Linked DNA regions of Mus musculus: all the other regions are linked to region 4. A link is a contact called in public HiChIP or PLAC-seq and promoter capture Hi-C data. All regions are on one chromosome and are shown on one strand. Each heading gives the region's core, a stretch centred on a gene start, on an enhancer-like site or on the middle of the called end of the contact. The rest is flanking DNA. Distances are from core to core; before and after follow the strand shown. Region 1 holds the start of Pbx3 (pre B cell leukemia homeobox 3). Region 2 holds the start of Mapkap1 (mitogen-activated protein kinase associated protein 1). Region 3 holds the start of Traf1 (TNF receptor-associated factor 1). Region 4 holds the start of Garnl3 (GTPase activating RANGAP domain-like 3).

Region 1 (3,579 bases), core at 796-3,295, 1.2 Mb before region 4:
GGGGAGTATTTAAAATCACACTCAACATACGAAGGAAAGAACCTGGAACTGAGTAGCCTGCTTTATTCCAAGACTCCATCTGGCATTTAAAGAACTGCTTGTCCTACATTCAACCCTGCAGAGTAACAGCCATTTTTCATCTCCTCACACCTCTATTTTTAGTTTCAGGTAAGATCGCTTATTGAGTCTGAGAAAGGAACGTTTAGAGGTAAGAGCCACCAGTTAAACACTTAACCTAGGGTCATCTCCATGGGTTTAAAATGAGATCATGTTGAATCCTCAGCCTGAGAGATGAGGACAAGATCAGCCTCAAGACTCCACCGGAGGTGTAGGTGCGGATTCCAACACCGTTTAAGTCTTTAGTCTCTCTTGGGCAGAAGTATAATGGATGAAGAGGTGTTACAGGTATGTAAATCTGTTAGGTGAAGTTGACTACAGCCGAAGGGGTCAATTTGTCAGTCCAGTCCATTTCTAAACAAACTTGTCTGTAAGACTATTGTCTCGCTCTCCGCAGGTTCCGCACACCTGCCAGGGTAGTCCCCGGATCTCCAGGACTCGTCGAGTGTGCAAAGCGCAGTTAGCTTAGAAAATAGTCCTGGATTTCACTCTCTCCAGGTGACATGTTTCTGTGACCTTTCCATTTGCTAGCTTTTCAGAGAAGAGCTCTGTCCATGCGAAACCACAGGCTCCCATTCTAACTGGTCACTCCTTGAGGGACAGACAGCGCAAGGCCCTACTGCCAGCGCTAACTCCTTGTGCTGAGTTCGGGTTACCATAGCGACCGTGGGACGGGCAGGGCTTTTAGACCCTTTTCCCGGTCTCAGCCCAGGACTTTCGAACGCTCCAATTGGGACAACCCTTTCTTGGCTCTGTCCCGCCTCGTTCGGCGCTGAGCGCAATGCGATTGGCCCTGTGCTTGAGGCCTTGTGCCCAGAGGGTACCACCTCTTGATATGAAGAGCGGGAAAGTATCCCAGGCACTGTCCGAGGCGTGAAGCTCATCTCATGCAATGGGGGACCACGCTGTCGGCTACGGGTACACTTTATTCGGTCCTATATAACACCTCTAAGTCCCCAACTGCTAATAATAGGGAAGGAGCAGGATCCGGGGACAACACTTTGCTGGCTGGACTGACCGACCATCTGTGGAGTGCCGGCGCGAGTAGCCCATAAGGCTCCCGGGCTGGCTCTCAGGCACCCCACAGCAGAGGCCAGAGGGGACGGGCTGCGTTCTAGGGGCGGGGCCAGTGGCGGCGGCGGGAGGCGCAAAGCCCAATGAGAGAAGGCTCCGCCTCCGGAGGCGGGGCATCCGGGGCGCTCCCCCGCCCTTCAGCTCTCCCTGCCCCTCCCCCCGCGGGCGCCGGGGCCGCAGTGAGTGAGTGGCACTGGCAGCCTGTCAATCCCTCAGCCGAGCGGCCTTCGAGCCCGGTCCACAGCGGCTGCTGACTGGGTGCGCGGCACCGGAGGTGGCGGCGGCGAGTTCTCCCGCCTCATCAATCTGCTGTCCGCCCGGCGTGCGGCCCGCCGGGGCCCTCCACCGGGCTCCGTGTCCCCGCCGCGCCGGCCCGCCCGCTCCCAAACTTTCCTCCTCCGCCCCTCTCGCTCCCCGCGGCCCGCCCGTCGGCCTCCTTCTCCTCCTCCTCCGCAGCCCGCCGCCGCCGCCGCCGCTCCCTCCCTCGGGGCCGCCGGTGCTCCGATCCCGCCCGGTTGAGGCGGCGGCGGCGGCGGCAGGCGGCTGAGGGAGGGGACCGTTCTGGCTGGCGCGGGCGGCGGCGGCCGCGGCGTCCCGGCAACTCGGCTGGCGCTGAGGACCAAGTTGTGCGGGGCCGCCCGGCGCGGCGAGGGGCGCTGAGGAGGCAGCGCGGCGGCCGCGTGAGGGCAGCGGGCACCACCGCCTCCGCCTCCGCCGGCGAGCGCGCCGCTTCCGCCCGCCGCTGTCCTCAGTCTCCTCCGCGGCGGAAGCCGGAGCCGGACGCCGGTCCGCGTCCCCTCAGTCGCGGGCCGCGCCGGGCCAGGCCGCCCCCTCCCGCGCGGGCGGGGAGCGCGCGGCCGCCTCCCCCTCCCCCTCCCCCTCTTTCTTCTCCTCCCTCGCCGCCGCCGCCGCTGCCGCCGCCGCCGCCTCAGCCTTCGCCTCCGCCGCCGCCGCCCGCTCCCGCCCGCGCGCGGCGGGATGGACGATCAATCCAGGATGCTGCAGACTCTGGCCGGGGTGAACCTGGCCGGCCACTCGGTCCAGGGGGGTATGGCTCTGCCGCCTCCCCCTCACGGCCACGAAGGGGCGGACGGCGACGGCAGGAAGCAGGACATCGGCGACATCCTCCACCAGATCATGACCATCACCGACCAGAGCTTGGACGAGGCGCAAGCAAAGTTGGTGTCGTCTCATTAAGCATCTTTTGTGTGTGTACGGGAGCCGGGCTCGGGTCCCGGCTGGCTCCCGGGACCCGGGCCTCAGTTGCGGGCGGGAACTTTCTCCGCCCGCCGGGCACTTGCTGTGTCCCCCATCGCGCGGGCAAAGTTGCTCGCCGGGCTCGGGACAAACTCGATCATTGCTTCGTCCGTGCCCTGCTGCCCGCCCCCCTCCCCAGATTTAAACCTCCCGCTCGGACCCCAGCGCGCTCCGCGTCCCAGCCGGGTCCGTGGCCGCACCGCAGGGAAGTGCAACTTTCTCCGCCTGCCCAGACTCCGGGCACCCACTCCCCTCGGCCCAGTCCGGGGTGACCGGCTGCTTCCCCGCACAACCCTGTGCGGGAGCGCCAAGTTCTCTAGAGGGAGGGCCGCTTGGCAAACTTTGCGGAGCTGTCACCCGCTGATTATTAGCCGCCCGCTGGCCGCTGCGCCCGCTCCTCTTGTGGAGCTTGGGCGTTGGGGTTCCCTCCGCTCCGGTCTGGTCCCTTGGGTCCCGCCGCGGCCCCCGGAGCGGAGCCTCATGCACGGGTCACTCCTGTGTACGCCGAGGCTTCTGTCGAGCCAGCAGATGGGTCACGCTGCTATCGGGCTGGAGCTCTCAGCCGCTAGAGCTTGCCGCCAGTTGCGAACTAGTAAACTTGAGTTTTTGTTGACTTCCCGTGGTTCAAAGGAGCTTTTCCAAACTGGGGGCCGGTTTTAAATCTTGGGTCTAACTTAAAGGAAGGCGCCATATTATTCCAATAGGTGATGCTAATACCTTTGTGTTTTGCTATTTGTTTTTTAGGAAACATGCTCTGAACTGTCACAGAATGAAACCGGCGCTCTTCAGCGTCTTGTGTGAGATCAAAGAGAAAACAGGTAAGACTCTGCTGCTCACAGTGGGCCTGGAGACCCCCGAGGTGGGGTCAGATCTACTCCTTCGACTCTCCAGTTGAGAGCTGCTGCTTTTGGGCACCGCCATCTTTGATCATTCTTTGCTTCCCACCTCCTGATCTTGAGAAAAAAAAAACAAACCTGCAATAAATCTGGAGTCTATTTCTCAATTCTGCTTTGGTACTAAATGAAGTGTATATGAGAATGGAGCTGGGTCGCAGTTCCCTAGGAGGTAGTCCCTGGTTTCAGTCGGGGAGGGGGCTCTAGCTAGTTGCCCTCTCCTATCTCTTTTTGCCTG
Region 2 (3,624 bases), core at 716-3,215, 1.3 Mb before region 4:
TGGGCCAACCTGAATTAAAATGATTAAATGAGGAAAAACTGAAGCTCAATTTACCTCACATTATGCTCATTCCCTTCACCAAGCGTCACCTCTCAAAAACTGACACGGCATACTACTTCCGAATCACAGAAAAACTCTCACACGTGTCCCTCTCACCGTAAGAACTGGCTGTACACAATGACTGAGTCTTACTTATTAAACTGCCATGCAGTGGCTGACCTATATCCATGCACAATGAATGCTTGCTAAGGGACTGTAAATAAGGGGCGCTTATAGGGTTTTCCGGAAGAAATCATTCCCAGGGGATGGAGAAATGGTTCAGCAATTAAGAACCAGCACTGCTCTTGTGCAGTACCCAAGTTCAGTTCCCAGCACCTACAATGTGCCGCTCACAGCACCAACGGCTCCAGTCCTAGGGGATCTGACACGCTCTTTGGCTCTTCTGACCACTGTAGGCAACTGCCCTCACATGTACACAAACAAATCCCACATGGACACACATACATATTTAAAATAATTCTTAAAAATGGGAGGGTCAATGAATCACTCATTCAAAGCTGGGATTGTCCTTAATTGGCTGAGTGAGACCACCATCAGTTGGACCATGGGAAGCATTAGCAATAGAAATCAAAACATAGGAAGTGTCTAGGCAGGACAGGGTGAGGAAAAAAAAAAGTTTATGTGAGAACAAATCAAAAATGATGTGAGATCCTACTTATCCAGAAGAAAGGCCCATAGCAGGGACTTTTAAAAGGTTAGCTGTTAAACACTAGCAGAGAGCCACAAGATTATAGAGGCGTCGCAGGCACTATTCACATTTAGTAGCAGAAGGCAGATATGAGCAAAGCTTAAAGGAAAGGGACACCTGGCATGCCCCTCCCTAGCGTCCAGTAAGCTTGAAGGGGTGTGACTGAAAAAGATGGGGGCAAATAGCATTGAGCAAGATTTGTCACTGCAGCTTGGGTGGCTCCTAAACATAGGAGTAACGCACTTTATTTCTGCCCTGGTGGTTGTGCACAATAGGGACCCATCCTTTCTGTGAGTCCTGCGAAGGCCGACCTCATCAACTGATGTGTCTGTACACGTTCCTGTTTACACCTGGGAAGGTTTTGAACTCGGCCCTTTGGGGGTTTGTAATAAACATGGTGCTTTGCACAGAGTTGGGAACAGTGACAGTTTCAAATACTGCGGTCATTCATTGGAAGCTGTAACAAATTGTGAGGTCCCTGTTTCATCTTAGAGCTTCTGGCTTGAGTTATACACTTCTTTAAACTATAATCTTTTCTTCTTCCCAACCCCCCCCCCACGGCCCCCGCAACTTCACCATTCCTTGTCACTCCCATAAACAGAAAAACGGACTCCAAGTTCCCCGCAGCGCTCTCGGGATATAAACAATCAGTGGGACCGTTTCAGGACTGCCCTGGCAATGCTTTGAAAAGTTGATTTCACAGGATGGAACTTGGGCACCGGACCTTGCAGAGTTCCGAGACCCGAAACCGCCAGAGCCAAGGACTGCCCCCTCCCCCGCCCCCGCACAACCAGGTCCAAAGTCTCTCCTCACCTAAGTCACACACCCAGCTGTCAGGCTCAGGAAGAGCAAGGAAACCGATGTTCCCAGGCCACCGAGCACAGCCCCAACGGGCGCCGCTGGGCAGCGACGGCAGCGGGGTGCTGAGAGGTCGGAGGGTCCCGCGGGCGAGGGGGCGACGGCTGGGGCAACCTTTACCTGAAGCTGCTCCCACACTACAGGCCGCCTCGCCCGGGACACGTCCCTGAGGGAGGTCCCGACTCCCCCACGCCTCCCGGCCCCTGCACCGAACCCAGCGCCTACGAAGTCCTCGGCAGTCCTACCGGCCCACTCGGCCCTGGCGCCCCGGGCACGCCCTCATGACCCCGCCGCCGCCGGCCGGCAACAGCAGCCCTGTTACCCAGAGCCGCGCCACGACCCGGAACCGTACCCCGCGTACCGGAAGTCCCCGATCTGCAAGACGCCTTTGGCTGGGGACGCAGTGCGCAAGCCCCAGAGCCAGGAACGAGAAGTCGCTGCCTCCCGGGGGCGGGACAAGGGGCGGGAACTGGTGGGTGGTTGCGCATGCGTGCTGCCCTTGGCCGTTTCTGGAGCAGGTTAACCAACTTCTGTTTACCTTCAAGTGTAAGGATCTCTGTAAGCTACGTCTTACTTTTACAGGGAAAAGTCTTCATCTTAACCGCCATATCAGAAAGAAGAGTTCACTGCAACTATTATTTGCTACATGGACATAGTATCAAACTGCTTTTTAAATTACTATCTAAACCCAGATTAGTGACGCTCTCACACCTAATCAGAGAAGTTTGGGTATTTTTTTGTTTTATTTTGTTTTGTTTTTTTACTGCAGTGGACAATGGTTAATACAGAAACTCTCACAAGTGGCCATGGTGCACAGATGAAATGTCCATCGAGTGCTCAGCCACAGTAGGACACTGTAATTGTAACTTATTCTCCTGTCGTTCTGTAGTAATTGTCGTCTGGAGGCTTACTATCTCAGTCTGCTAACCTAGACCTAGTCCTGGAATTTTTCAGCCTCCATTGAATCTAATCAAAGCCTAGAATGTTTTCAGCCTGAAATGTTTGCTGCTGAATACGATCATCCTTTCTAGTACTTTCTGATCTCGGACTGGCGATTCTGGCTCAAACTTTTCTCCAAGCTGACTGATTCAATCTGGCTCCACTCAGTTTCTGACAGAATTGCTCTGCTAGGCTTCATTCTAATTTAAGCAACCTGTTCTAATCCCCTGGTTCTTTTTCTTTGGCTCATTCTATCTTCACCTGTGTCTAGCTTGTTCTCTCTTCAACCTGTCTGTATCAAACTCTCCTTGTAAAACTGCCTCCTTCCCTCTTCTCTTGAGAGTTGGGTATATCCTATTCTGTCAAATCTTTTTCTGATGCATCACTTTGTCATTCAATTAGACATCACTTTCAAACATGGCTGCTTGCTTCCATTTACCAACTAACTTTACCTTCATTGTTTGCGATTAAAGGTGTGTACTAAGGGCACATCTGTATTCCAACCAGAGGGATTAAAGGTGTGAGCTAAGGGCTGAGCCACACCACAACTAAAAACAGGTTTTTTCAGTAACACAACCGTGGGGTTCACAGTGTGATCAAATACCCTGCAACAGGATACATAGCACCTTCACTGAAAGGCTCAGAGACCACCATTGAAATTGGGAACAGAAAGATTGTAACAGCCAGAGGCCCAGAAGAAACAATACCTTCTCTGCATTCATGAATTCACACTACCTCTGGTTACCTGTACAAGAAATGCACAAGATAGCCGGGCATGGTGGCACATGCCTTTAATCCCAGCACTCGGGAGGGAGAAGCAGATGGATTTCTGAGTTCAAGGCCAGCCTGGTCTACAAAGTGAGTTCCAGAACAGCCAGGGATATACAGAGAAACCCTGTCTCAAAACCCCAACCCCCCCCCCCAAAAAAAGAAACGCACAAGATGAAGCCAGTCAACATTCCAGAATGGAAGCAAGAGGAGCTCACAAGCCCAGTTCCTAGACGAGTTATGGACAATTGCTGGCTACTGGGGGAGGAAGAGTTGGTTTACCTTAAGGGCATGGCAGGTCAACCATCTCC
Region 3 (3,517 bases), core at 303-2,802, 1.8 Mb before region 4:
GTGACCTGGGTAGAGGCGAATGGTCTCCAAATGGTTTATTTTCTTTCTGAATCCAAAGCTTCATCCATGCTCGGCTTTTGATTTCCACTGCCTGGCTGATCCCTGGGCACTTAGTGATCCTCCGGTGATGCCCACTCTGTTTCAAGAGCCCCCAAATTTAAGCCGGGTGACTACAGATGAGTTTTGGGTACTTTCCGAAATTAAACTATTTCCCTTGGTAAATTTCCAGCATATGAACTCACTCATCTGAAAACAGGATGTGGCGCGTGAAGTGTGAGGTCAGACTGCCTGCTCTTTTTTCTTTACCCTAGGGCAGAGAGGAAAGAGGGGTGGTCCCAGAAAGGTGAGACCAGAGAGGGGATCTTACAACGTCCACACTTGAGAAATGTCACTTCACCAATTGCACTTGAGAATCGGCGACTTTTATGTGCAAGAGGTAGATCAGCCATTAAAGCTAGGGTCACAACCAAAAACTAAGAAAGAACCAGTGACTTTTAATGTCAGAGACACAGGGAGCTCGTAGACTCCGTTACTGTTAGAATTCAAAGGCCCACAGCGGGCTGAGTGGCATATGCCTGTGATCCTAGCACTTGAGAAACTGAGGCAGGAGGCTTACCAATTCTAAGCCAGCCTAGACTACATAGCAAGACCCTGTCTCAAAAAATAAAATAAAATAAAATAAAATAAAATAAAATAAAAGCAGATGAATGGAAGATCCTTAGAGGTCACCTCTGACCATGCTTGCACAAATCACAGAGGTTGTATTTCGTGTTCCTGAGACACAACACTTGCCTTCAGGCAGACATCCCCTTTCCAAGTCAAGCCCCAGAAGTCTTTATTCCACCAGCCACCCAGATGCAGTATCACCTGCCTGCTAGAAACCTGAAGCCAACAGCAGACCTGCTATGGGAGGGAGACATACACACCTCCCTCATCCAAACAAAAGCCCAACCAAGTAGGTCCTGTGCTTGGGAAGCTGAGGCAGGAGCATGGCTTACAGTTTGGAGTCTTCAGGGCTACACGGGAAGACCTTGTCTCAAAACAAACAAATCAATCAGTTAGAAATCAAGTAAGGAGCCCAAGCCAAATTAACCAGATAAAGAAACACTGACCATCTGACCAGGAGCCAGCGGACATCTGCGGACAGACGGCACCCTTGTGAGATTGCTGGTTTGCAAAAATTACACCAGTTGGTTGGTTGGTTTTTTAATCTTTTAAACTAAACTTATATCCTGACACTAAGTTCCCTAACTCTTTGGAGTAAGAGTGAGTGAGTGTGTGTGTGTGTGTGTGTGTGTGTGTGTGTGTATCAAATGCTGCGTGTGTTTAGCTTAAAAAGCACAACCACTTCCCTGCTTCACCCAGTTTCTTTAGCGCCCAATGCCAAGAGCACTGCACTATCACACTGCCATCTGCATTGTTCACAGAGATTGGCAGAGTTTACCGGGTGCTGGGCTCTTAACAAGAATCCACTGTGGTAAAGCTTGCTGTTTTTCCACTCTTGCCTTGCGGCACTTCAGGCTGGAGCTCAATGTTGTTTGTGTGTGTGCTGAGTATCTCAGGAGTGCAGCCACTGATGGAATGCTAGGAGTCAGCTAGCACCAGGACCCCAACAGAAGCACTCCAGTTCTGTTTCCTTGAGGGAGGAGCGATCAGCCCGCCCCCCGGCCAGCCTCCGAAGCCAGCCCAGCTCAGTCCCACCCGCCTGCCCAGCCCAGCTTCCCTTGGCTTCCGCCAGCCCAGCCCGGTTCTCTGCCCCAAGGACGCTACCGCCCGGTGCGAGCAGAAGGCGGCGCACAGGTTGGTTGCCCGTCCCCCGCGGGTCCCCAGGGTCCCCAAGTGCGACCATACTCAGCCTCTCTCCCTTCCTGAGCGGTGCTCTGGTCCTTAAGCTGTCACTTCGGTTCTGCCCTCAGCTCTGAGCTCGTTCTGATGTGGCAGGGGACATCACCTGCTGAAGGAAAGGGGGCAGGTAGGCAGGAATTCATAGGTAGGCGACTAGACAGCATGTCCAGGCTAAAGGCAGCATGTAGGCCATGGGATCCCAATCTGGACACTGTCACCGAGATGTTCCAAAGTGTGGGGTGTGGCCCAGGTGGGTCCCCAAAGACTAGAAGGAGGATGAGACGCCTCTGTTCAGCAGATAGATTGTCCATTCTGGGAGCCATGGAGATGAGACTAAGGAAGATGGAGGTGAGAAGGCGGTGAAAGAGACCTGTAAAAAGCCACCGCAGTGTAAAAAATAACTCTGAAGGGTGTGAAGGAAAGTGCTGTCATAGAAAGGAAGGCTAGAAGTCCACTGGCCTGCTTCTGATGGGACTGAAATTAGGGCAGGCCCGGAGCATTTGACAGTGTGTGGGCTTATGACAGGGCTGAGTAGATTCCCTGGAGTTTCAGCAGCTGTGCTGACAATCTTCTTTAAACTTTGTATTGCAGTGTGAGAAGAGAGAGTGGATATGGGAGAAGAATTTGGGATAATTGCCAAGCTCATTTTAAAGCACAGGTCTGGTCTCAGTCCTTCCTGCCTCTCTAGCTTTAAGGTCTTGAGCAAGTCACTCAATTTATCTGTGCCTTGGACCCCTGGGCTATAGAGTAGGGGAGGGTCTCCAAAGACTGGAGGGAAATATTGACAAAATGTTTGTTAAAGTACTTAAAACGAGGCTGGAACTGTGGCTTGGTTAGCAAGCACTTGTACGCAGCCTTGGGTCTGATCCCAGTACTGAGAAAAACAAACCACTTTACAGGTAGCACCAGAGCAGCAGTGCCTGTTGTCTTAGCCCACAGCCGTGTGGGAGTATTCTAATGCTGGTAGCAGGAGCTGGGAGATGAGCTGGAGTGGGGGGGGGGGGGCGCCCGTCTAGGACAAGAGAAAAGGATCCAGAAGGTTGGGTGCTTCCCTTGTGTCCCAGTCGGAAAAGGAAAGGACATGTGGGGTGCAGGGGGTTGCTGGTCAGGCTGAGGACGGAGTTAAGGGAATGCCTTTCTGAGAGCAGGCAAGGAGATGAGAGATCATTAGCTGAGCAGGCTGGGGAGGATTCAGTTGGAAGTCTGTAGGATGGAGTAACCTCTTGGCCACTAGATGTCCTGGTGTCACCCCAGGCTTGGTAGACCATTGACTCTATCTAGAGACATAACAGAGTCTAACTTGACCTGACCACCTGGGAGAATCAAGGAAGCTGATAGATGCCAAAACACTGTGTAAGTGTCATTTGCCATTTTAAATCTCTCATTGTGAGAAACAAGAAGGGTGTGACCATCACCTGAATAAATTATCGAAGCTTTTGGAGCAGGTCACTTCAGTCAAGGCCCCTGCCACACCTTTGCCTACTGTGCCAGCTAGCTATAATGGTCAACTTGGCATGACCTGGGAAGGGAGTCTCAATGAGAGATTGTCTACATTGGGTTGGCCTGTGGGCACAAAGTGGGAGATTGTCATAATTGAGTTAATTGATGTGGGAACATCCAGCCCACTGTGGATGGCACCATTCCCTAGGCAGGGGGTTGTAAATTGTGTAAG
Region 4 (3,172 bases), core at 423-2,922:
CTTCCCTAAGGTGCTTTTGATCACAGCAACAGAAACTGAACTAGAAATAGATGGCAAAGCCATCCTTACTTAAACTCAGATGAATTTCCACACCCAACTACAGTGCAATGTTACAGAACTCAGATGATGCATCCGACTCGGGGAGGAAATGAGGGGTGGAGGTTAGAGCTGTCACAAAATTGGAAGGTTATGAATGAAAACCTGAACCCACAACTGGTAGACAACCAAAGCTCCCCTCAGCCTCACTGTGTCAGACCACAAACAGCCACCAGGAGACAGTAGTACCTCCTTTTGCTGACTGGTTAGATCCTGAGGTAGCGCAAACCTCATGGTGGACCCCAGTTCAGGCAGGAAGACCCGCACCATCCAGGCACTCCTGAAGTGAGAAAGAGGCGACATGGGCGGGGCTAGATAGGCGGGACTTGTAGGCGGGGAAGCTAGAGGGCTCTTGGGGTGGAATAGCCAAGGGACGAGAGAACAAAATTGCTCTAAGTACAGACCTCAGCTTCAAGAGAAAAGAGGCGGAGCTCCGGGGTTGGGGGCCATGCCTGTGGGCGGGATGTGGAGAAAGGCGGCCCCCAAAAGAAGGCGGTGCTACGATAGAAAGGACCAAGAGGTGCTGAGGTGAGGAGGGTCAGCAGAGAATCCAGCAATCGGAGCTGTGGAGCGGCGGGCCGATAGAGCGCTCTGTGCTGGAGGGGTAGGTGGGAAGGGCCTAGATCTGTGGGAATGGTAAGGAGCGGGAGTGATGGGCCGTGGACCCGACGAAGTTGAGGATCCAGTGGGCATTGGGAGCCTGCGTGCGCTACACAGAAGAACGGAGGGAGCGCGGGTAGAAGATCTTGGTGAGGCCAGTTCAGGAGGGGCGTGGCTGGAGCTGGTGTAGAGGCAGGGTGGGGCCTGCACTGGTCTGAGAAGGGCCGGAGAAACGGAGATCGTTAGCTCGGGGCGTGGCCTGTGCCCAGACTAGGGAGTGAGGTGGGTTTGGCTAAGAGATGGGGCGGGCCCTTGGCAAAGCTGAAGGGCAAAGGGACTGACTGGATAAGGGTTTGGGGTGGGGCCTGAGCCCACTGATAGGTAAGGCTTGGTACTTGGGGCGGGGCACGGGTGGAGCCTGAGCAGAGCTGAGAGGAGATCTGCGTGATTGGGGCGGGGCAAAGGCGGACAGGGGCGGGACCTGAACCTAATTCAAATAGACTGGGTTGGGGCGGTGAGGGGGCGGGGCCTAAACCCAGCTGAGTGGTGAGGGAGGATCTTCTAGATTAGGGGCGAGGCAGGGGGAGGGCCAAGGCCTCAAAAAGGACCAAAGGGAGTGGATTCGGTAGGAGATCAGGGAGGTTCCGGAGACTAGCTCCGGAGAGATGAGGCAAACTTCGCTAGGCTAGGGGCAGGGCTTAAAGCCAGAGGTTCGGAAGAGGCGTACCTGCTAGAATGGGGGCGGGGCAGAGGTGAGGCCTAAAGCCAGAGGCGTGGTTAGGCCGTTAGAGTAGGGGCGGGGCCTAAAGCCTCAGGCGTGTTCAAGGGACCTGATTAGAGTAGGGGCGGGGCTTGGACCCCGCGAATAGTCTGAGGGCGTGGTTAGGCTGGAGTTCGGGGCGGGGCCTGAGGTCCCAGGCTGGGCTGGAGTTTGGGGCGGGACAGAGGCGGGGCTTGGGTCCGGTGAGGGGTGCGGGGCGGGGCGTGGGCTGCGGCGCGCTAGCTGAGCGTCCGGCCGAACACCGCCGAGGCCCGAGCCCACCCGAGTGTGCCCGAGCCGTCGGCCCCCGCCCGGGGCGATGGAGCAGGAACCCGGCGGGGCTGCCGCTGCGCTCCTGCGGCAGAAGAGGGCGGCGCTGCGGCGCAGGGGGTGCAGCTTTGAGAGTCCCAGGTACCGTTGCCCCGGAGGGGTGCAGCCTCTAGGGGTGGGAGAGGGGAGTAGGCCACGTGGGGGTTGGCGGTGTGAGGGGACAGAGTGTGGCGAGGCCGCGGCGTGGGAGGGAGTCGGCGCAGAGCCCAGTAGAGCGGCCGGGCCACGCTGAGGGAGTGCCCAGCGGGAGGGCTAGAGACCTGTGTCCGGCCGGCAGATGATGTGGACGTCCGAAGCCTCGGCCCTGTGACAGGCCCTGCACACTACGGCTCAGGGAGGTCTTGGGCTGTGGAGAACGCGACCTGCCTGCTTCTAAATGCTCAAGGACAAGGTCGGAACCCCTAAGCCCCCAAAAGGACACCCTTTAGGCTTCTCTTGCTTTCTATAATCCATCCTCGCACCCCAAGTGCCTGGCCACCTGCTGCCTATGGCCCCGCCCATCTGTGGTTGGGGTGGGGGGCACCCTGCATAGTTCCTAGGTCCTTTCTCTTTCCCAGGTTGTCCGTGCCCCTCCCGGACTTACCTTCCTTAACTGGCGCCCTCCTGAGGAACCAGCCTGGCCGTAGGTGAAGCTTGGCTGCTGCCGGACACGCCCTTCCCTTTGCGGCTCTTGCCCATGCCTATCCCCGGCTTACTCCCACCTCCAAGGAATTCCTTGTAACTTGAAATGGGTCCTGCTTCCAGGTGGACTCATTCCTTTCAGAATGACTCCAGCACCACCATCTGGGCCAGATTTTCATCAGTATTCTGTAATAATGGCCTTAGGGAGGGTATCCTGAAGCCAACCCCCTTCCTCCTAGCCTACTGCTGCCTGCACCCCTGAGTTTTTAATTGCCATAGCATGGGTAGGGACGAGGAAGAGAAAAAAGATGTAGGACTCTAACCTCCACTGAGGTGGAAAAGAGAGTTCATTTGCTAAGGCACAAAGCAAACCAGCCAAGATCCTTAAAGGAAGGTGTGATGCCCTTAATTGGCCTTTCTCAGACTCAGTCCTTGACACACTGCTCCAGCAGTTCTGATGCTGTGTGGTAAGGACAGATATCAAGGCTGCTCTAGCCGCTGCCCTAGCCTCTTCCCCATCACCACAGCTGCCTCAAGCCTGGCCCATCACAGAGCCTGAAGGGCTTGGGCACTCCTCCCTCAGGCTGTAGAACTGCTCATCAATTCTTTTTGAAAGTCTTTCTTGAACTCTAGGCTTAGCTTTGTGTGATCAGCACCTGGGCATCTGCCAAGAAGGTTCTAAATATTTGTGTGGTGACCTGAGTGGAACATTTCCCTTCCATAGGAGACCCAGGCAGCTAACAATCTCTATGGCTTGAGCATGAA

Evidence for each region. Promoter capture Hi-C pulls out the DNA fragments that hold promoters and counts their contacts. HiChIP or PLAC-seq counts read pairs in DNA pulled down with a chosen protein or histone mark. Capture Hi-C pulls out chosen DNA fragments and counts their contacts.
Region 1: a promoter capture Hi-C map of liver shows a contact between it and region 4, with 2.3 times the contacts expected there. The contact joins the promoter of Pbx3 here to the promoter of Garnl3 in region 4. A contact is called at or near these places in 1 of 39 promoter capture datasets (liver), 1 of 484 Hi-C or Micro-C datasets (embryonic stem cells) and 2 of 9 other capture datasets (adipose tissue and liver).
Region 2: an H3K4me3 HiChIP or PLAC-seq map of embryonic forebrain shows a contact between it and region 4, with 8 times the contacts expected there. The contact joins the promoter of Mapkap1 here to the promoter of Garnl3 in region 4. A contact is called at or near these places in 5 of 39 promoter capture datasets (the C10 cell line, embryonic stem cells, liver and 1 more), 1 of 115 datasets of contacts at active chromatin or transcription factors (embryonic forebrain) and 1 of 9 other capture datasets (liver).
Region 3: a contact with region 4 is called in a promoter capture Hi-C map of liver, with 2.7 times the contacts expected there. The contact joins the promoter of Traf1 here to the promoter of Garnl3 in region 4. A contact is called at or near these places in 1 of 39 promoter capture datasets (pre-B cells) and 1 of 9 other capture datasets (liver).

The regions. Positions count from the first base shown.
Region 1 is chr2:34,370,511-34,374,089 of GRCm38.p6, reverse strand. It overlaps Pbx3 (pre B cell leukemia homeobox 3), which reads left to right and starts at 2,045. Exons shown (of 9, transcript NM_016768.2): 1 at 2,045-2,369; 2 at 3,193-3,266. The coding sequence starts at 2,170.
Region 2 is chr2:34,405,192-34,408,815 of GRCm38.p6, reverse strand. Mapkap1 (mitogen-activated protein kinase associated protein 1) reads right to left here and starts at 1,965. Exons shown (of 12, transcript NM_177345.4): 1 at 1,562-1,965.
Region 3 is chr2:34,959,807-34,963,323 of GRCm38.p6, reverse strand. It overlaps Traf1 (TNF receptor-associated factor 1), which reads left to right and starts at 1,552. Exons shown (of 10, transcript NM_001326601.1): 1 at 1,552-1,800. It overlaps Gm52552 (a long non-coding RNA gene), which reads right to left. Exons shown (of 3, transcript XR_003954034.1): 2 at 1,852-1,954. It overlaps Gm46733 (a long non-coding RNA gene), which reads right to left and starts at 621. Exons shown (of 2, transcript XR_001783275.1): 1 at 243-621; 2 at 19-136.
Region 4 is chr2:33,129,119-33,132,290 of GRCm38.p6, reverse strand. It overlaps Garnl3 (GTPase activating RANGAP domain-like 3), which reads left to right and starts at 1,672. Exons shown (of 30, transcript NM_001355200.1): 1 at 1,672-1,867. The coding sequence starts at 1,776.